2 separate regions of the Mus musculus genome follow, and region 2 is linked to region 1. A link is a contact called in public Hi-C data. All regions are on one chromosome and are shown on one strand. The core of a region is the stretch at or near the end of the contact, and the rest is flanking DNA. Distances in the headings are between cores, read along the strand shown.

Region 1 (2,568 bases), core at 18-2,517:
GGTGAATATAGTTGAGAGTTCAAAGATCGATCTTTGATCTTTGGGCACAAACTCAGAGGCAGCTGCTAAATCTCCGGGTGCACCCACGTTCCCAAGCTGCTGCAGAGAAGCAGATTCCACTGCAGTCCTAAGTAGACATAACAGTTGCGTCCGGGCACCGAACACGTTATTAATAAGGAGCAGATGAAGCAGCAGTGCCGCTGCCATCCGCCCAGCTCCCCGGAGGCCAAGGCCCCACTGCACGGGTCGCGAGGCTGCCTTTGGAAGTTCCCAAAGAACGCGCCCCTGCGCTTTACCCGGGCCAGAACCGATCTGAGGGAGCTTTCCAGCAGTTTCTTCCCAAAGTTCCTCCCCAACCTCTTTTCCATCGCTGTTCCCCACCCCTCCCTTGGGGAGGATCCGGGGCAGGAAGCTGATTGGCCGCAGCCAGGAGAGGGAACCCAAAACTCCACTTAGGGGAGATGCTGCACGCAAGTATGAACCAAGGACCCTCAGAGAGAGCAGGGTTTCGAGTCCGAGAAATTGCTCCCCAAGTCCATGAATCCCGGATGCTCAAGTAACTCAGATTCAGCTGGGCCCCTCTCCGCAATCCACCCAAGATCCCCCAGTCCCTGGAAAGAGAACTGTTTACAATTTATGGGTTTAGCGACCATCCTCCCCGCCTTCCTTTCTTTGCACACATTCATTCGCACGCACCAGGGACACAGAAGCCCTGCCTTAACCTGAAAGGGAACCCGCCCCTGGCTCGTTAAAGAGCAGCGATGGAAGCCGAGAGAGCGTCTTGGGTCTTCTTCCACCCGGCCCAGACTACAGCGGGGACGAGTCCCACCACCGCTGTCCCCTCTCGTGCTAGAAGAGCTGCGGGGGCTGCTATTGCTTTCCTCCGCTCGCTCTGCCAGGGTTGGTGCTCGAAGTGAGCTCGAGGGTGGGACTTCAGGCCCCAGCCTCACGGTCCCACTCCCAGGAGGCGAGTCCTGCAGCGACCAGTCTCAGGGACAAACTTTCCCGGTGGCCCGGTCGGCGCGGGCGCTGCGACGCCGCTTACCGTGTGCGCAGAGCAGGGCGCCAAGCAGCAGCGCGCCCCACCACCGCCTCATGGTGCTGCGGCCGCCGCCGGCGTTCCCTGCCGGCCCGGGGGTCCCGCGGGCTCCCAAGGGACGCCGGGGCGGAGAGAATCAGCGGAGGGTTCCCCCGGGTTGAAAAGCGTCCCGGGTCCAGCTCGGCCGGCGCGCCCTGCAAGTCGCCCTCCGGGCTGCTGCTGCCTCCTGTACTGCCGGAGTTGAAGCCGCCCCGCCAGGGGACCGGGAGGGGGTGTCCCGAGCCTGGCCGCCCCGCCTCCCGCGTCTCGGCCCCCGCCACCACCACCCCGCCTGGTCCCGCCCCCGGCTCTGGCCCGGCCCCTTCCCGCCCTCTGCCCTCGCCCCCCAGTCCCAGGACCCCACCCGCCTGTGCCTCTTGCGCTCGCCTTAGCTCCTACTCAGTCTGCCCTAACATTCCTAGCCTTCCGGAGAGAGCCCCTTATCTGTCCCCATTACTGCGACTCAAATATCCCCAGCTTAAACAGAAAATTATCGTACTGGCAACTCTCAGCCTGGGTTCATTATCGGTCCACACTAGGGAGGAGCACCCGTGCTGACCCAAGTCGCCTGGGCGTGACCCCGGCCCCCCTACCAGCTCCAACTCCAGACTTTATTGTGATGTTTCAAAAATATGCAAGGCTTGCTAGAGCATAATTCTCTCGGCCTTTATTGACACCAAACAAGGGACATCAGGGGGCCTACAGTGTTGTGTCTCAACTAGTGTTCTCACTGTCAAAAATCCCTATTCTGAAGTTTTTCTTCTTGCACCCCAGCCCCTCCCCCGGTCTAGGCAGTGTTGTTCTTGGGCTAAATAATTCGGCGACCTCCCCTTTTCATTTATTCATTTCCTGAGGTGAAGTTGTCTGGGTCCTGTCTCCCCAGTTCAAATGCCCAGATTTGGCCCAGACAATCTCAGTTCCTCCATACTGTCTGTGAATGAGCCCCTTCACCATCCTTGACTTTCTGATCCTGGCAAGAAAGGGGTAGGGGGTAAGGAAATAAGTCAGTACTTAGAGTTGCACTCTGCCAAGAAGACCTGGGCCTTCTTTCGGCTCCTGTTTGTAAGGCTTTCCAGCAGTATGAAACGTTTGGATTACGACATAAACTTCTAATCCACTCTCGATGTTATCTCTGTGGTCTTCCCCACCCTCCGCCCCTTGAATACTAGTAGTTATTTGTTCATCTTGCTGCCTCCTGTGTTCCCAGGTTGTTTTGTTGCTTTTTGCTTACACCCCCTAACTTTCTTAGGGCCTGATATATTACTTTCCCCTCAGACCTGGCCTGCCAACATTGTTTGGCTTTCATTCATCTTATCCTGGACTTAGCTGGGAGAGAAGTAATTTGGTATAGTGCAAAGTGGATATTAGGCAATTTCTCCAAATGGATAGGTTGACGTTTCATCCTTGCTTGTTTTCCATTTTTCAAAATTTTCGTTTTAAATTGCCATCTTTGACCAAAGCTAACATTAAGCATACTTTGTGAAAGCTAC
Region 2 (2,568 bases), core at 25-2,524, 57 kb after region 1:
TCAAAGCAAAATGGGGGTTTAGTTCCTGTCCTTTTGGATCTAGGACAGACATATTTTGTCACCTTACAAATCCAAACCCTGGGCTGGTGAGATGGCTCAGTGGGTAAGAGCACTGACTGCTCTTCCAGGACTTCAAATCCCAGCAACCACCCATAATGAGATCTGACGCCCTCTTCTGGTGCTGTCTGAAGACAGCTTCAGTGTACTTATTTATAATAATAAATAAATCTTTGAGCTTGAGAGAGCAGAGACCGAGTGAGAGGGCCGACCAGAGCAAGCAGGGTTGACTAGAGCAAGCAGAGGTCCTAAATTCAATTCCCAACGACCACATGAAGGCTCACAACCATCTGTACAGCTACAATGTACTCATATACATAAAATAAAATAAATAAACAAGTCTTAAAAAAAAAAAGAAATCCAGACCCTCTCTTTAATCCACAGAACTTTTATTTGCTAAAGATGAGCTTTGTACTGCCCTGGACATTCGGTGGGCCAAGCACCAGAGATCCTGCATTGTCTTTGGTTGTTATCCCATCAAGTTAGCCCATTAAGTGCAATGGATGGCAACAGAAGGCCATTTATTTGGCAAAGGATAGAGGAGGGAAGAAAATACCTTTCTGATATTTTCATAGAGGAATTTGAGGATTCAGAGTTTAGTCATAAATAACCAGATTAATGTGTTTAAATGCCTTAAATCACTTTAAAATTTTTCCTTGTTTTTGTATCATGTTAACAAGATCACTAAAACAGTGGATGTGAAATTCTGTTGTGGATTAAAGATCCTTCAAAAGTTTCACCCACTAATGGGAAGAGTGTTTCAGGCAATGTATAGGCAAACATGGGCCAGCTAACAGAGTGTGGGACTCTGTGTCCTGTGGTAGCCATTCTCTGTCTTAGGAGGTGGTATGAGTTACAGGCAGCTCTGTGGGGTATGTGTCTTTGTTTTGCAGGGTTTCTGTGAAAAATGACATCCAAGAAATAGCAAGTGGCATTAGGTGGTAATCCAGAGTTTAGCATGGTACCAGGCTAGGTTAGCCAGCAGTAAGGACTGCTTTTGGCCAGCTGCTCCATTTCTGGTAAGAGATTACTGCTTTATTTATTGGGGTTTTGTTGTTGTTGACTCATTACAGATAATGACTAGTTCTAGCCAAATTCTTGTCATCATTGGTGCTAAAGGCTCTTGTGACCAAAGAGCACCTGTTCTGAAAGGCTCTGTGCTCAGTGACTGATGCTCCTCTCTTCCAAAGCACTCTTCTGGTTTGTTCTTTCTTTCTCTGAAGTACCTTTAAGCATCTCTGCATGGTGACTCACTCTCTTCTAGCCTACCTCCTCCTGCCTTGCTGAATGCTAGATTTCCCAGCTCACAACTGTAAGAAGGGGCTTTATTTCAGAGTAGAAAGGGGCCCCCATATGTGGCCTATTATATCCATATCAACTTGCTTACCCTTTTCAAACAGCTATTGTCTTTTAATAGGGTCCTGCCTGGCAGGGGGAGTCCTTAATTCCTGCCATATAAGAATGGACAGCTTGAGTTACAGCGAGCTGCAGTTCGGTACTCTGATCAAAAGGCCTCTGTTGTTTTTAGAGGTTTTTTTCTCCCTCTCTCTCTTTCTTTTTCTATATCCTGGACTAATAATTCAGCACAGCAAGGTCATTACAGGCTTTGAATTGAGAGCTGAGAGTGTTAAATTACTGACCTAGAATAAAAGAGATCTGGGGGGCTCTCAAGAAAGATAAAGGGATCCCAGCTAGAAAACTGCAAAGCCAAGCAACCTCACTTCTTAACAATATTATTTTTTTAATCCTCTCTGTCTCCACGAGTCTTTTCTGGGACAAGAAAAGATCTCCTGCCAGAGAAACTAGGTCAGGAACTCAGTAACATCTCCTGAGAGATGAGGCCTAGGTGCTGGCAGCCCCTGGGTGCCTCTGTCCTCTTTGGTCTGTCTTTCCATTGTGTCAGTATTTTCCTCTCTCCTGCCTTGCCTCCTCTGTCTTCATCTTTTTCTGCTGCCCTGTCAGAATGCTGATGACTGGGTAAATGATAACTGAACAGTGGGAGCTGATTTGGCTTCTAGCTCTGCCTGGTAAGTCTGAGGGCTCTATCCACCGTGGCTTTTGCTGCATTGTAAGAAGGTGGAGACGCCATAGTGGAGAGATAGATACATAGATAAGAACAGTGATGATGGCCTGGATCCATTCATGAGAGCCGAGTCCTCATAACTAATTATCTCCTTCACTTTTCACCTCTCTATGGTGTTATATGGTGATTAAACTTCAACACAAGCATGGGGGGGTCAACACATTGAAACTATAGCACTCCCTTAGCCAACAAGTTAGCTTTTGTTAATACATTACAACATTCCAGATGAAAGATAGTATCCCACGAAGGGATTTGAAGTATATAAGAAATACACTATTTAATCTCCCCCAAATTAAAATTTTTATTACATTTATTCATTTGAATGGGGGCATGTGCATGTGGCATATATATGTGCAGAGGTCAGAAGACAGTTTGTGGAAGTCAGTTCTCTCTACAGTGCACATACTGGGAAGCAAACTCGGTCATCA

Evidence for each region. A called contact is a pair of places that touch in the nucleus more often than the background predicts.
Region 2: a contact with region 1 is called in a Hi-C map of cerebral cortex, with 1.6 times the contacts expected there. The contact joins the enhancer-like site here to the promoter of Lrp4 in region 1. A contact is called at or near these places in 13 of 39 promoter capture datasets (the 3T3-L1 cell line, 3T3-L1-derived adipocytes, cancer-associated fibroblasts and 10 more), 14 of 484 Hi-C or Micro-C datasets (the HL-1 cell line, bone marrow-derived macrophages, cerebral cortex and 7 more), 8 of 115 datasets of contacts at active chromatin or transcription factors (bone marrow-derived macrophages, differentiating embryonic stem cells, embryonic forebrain and 3 more) and 3 of 9 other capture datasets (adipose tissue, liver and pancreatic islet).

Annotation. Positions count from the first base shown.
Region 1 is chr2:91,456,230-91,458,797 of GRCm38.p6, reverse strand. It overlaps Lrp4 (low density lipoprotein receptor-related protein 4), which reads right to left and starts at 1,267. Exons shown (of 38, transcript NM_172668.3): 1 at 1,046-1,267. The coding sequence starts at 1,097.
Region 2 is chr2:91,398,762-91,401,329 of GRCm38.p6, reverse strand. The region is part of intron 2 of 1110051M20Rik (RIKEN cDNA 1110051M20 gene); the gene reads left to right. Among named protein-coding and RNA genes, the nearest start is that of 1110051M20Rik, 45 kb to the left of the region's middle. Within about 2 kb of position 1,274, at least 36 of the 459 cell types and tissues checked have an H3K27ac peak or open chromatin away from gene starts, as enhancers often do. A contact at or near this core is called in cerebral cortex and pancreatic islet, where this site is marked.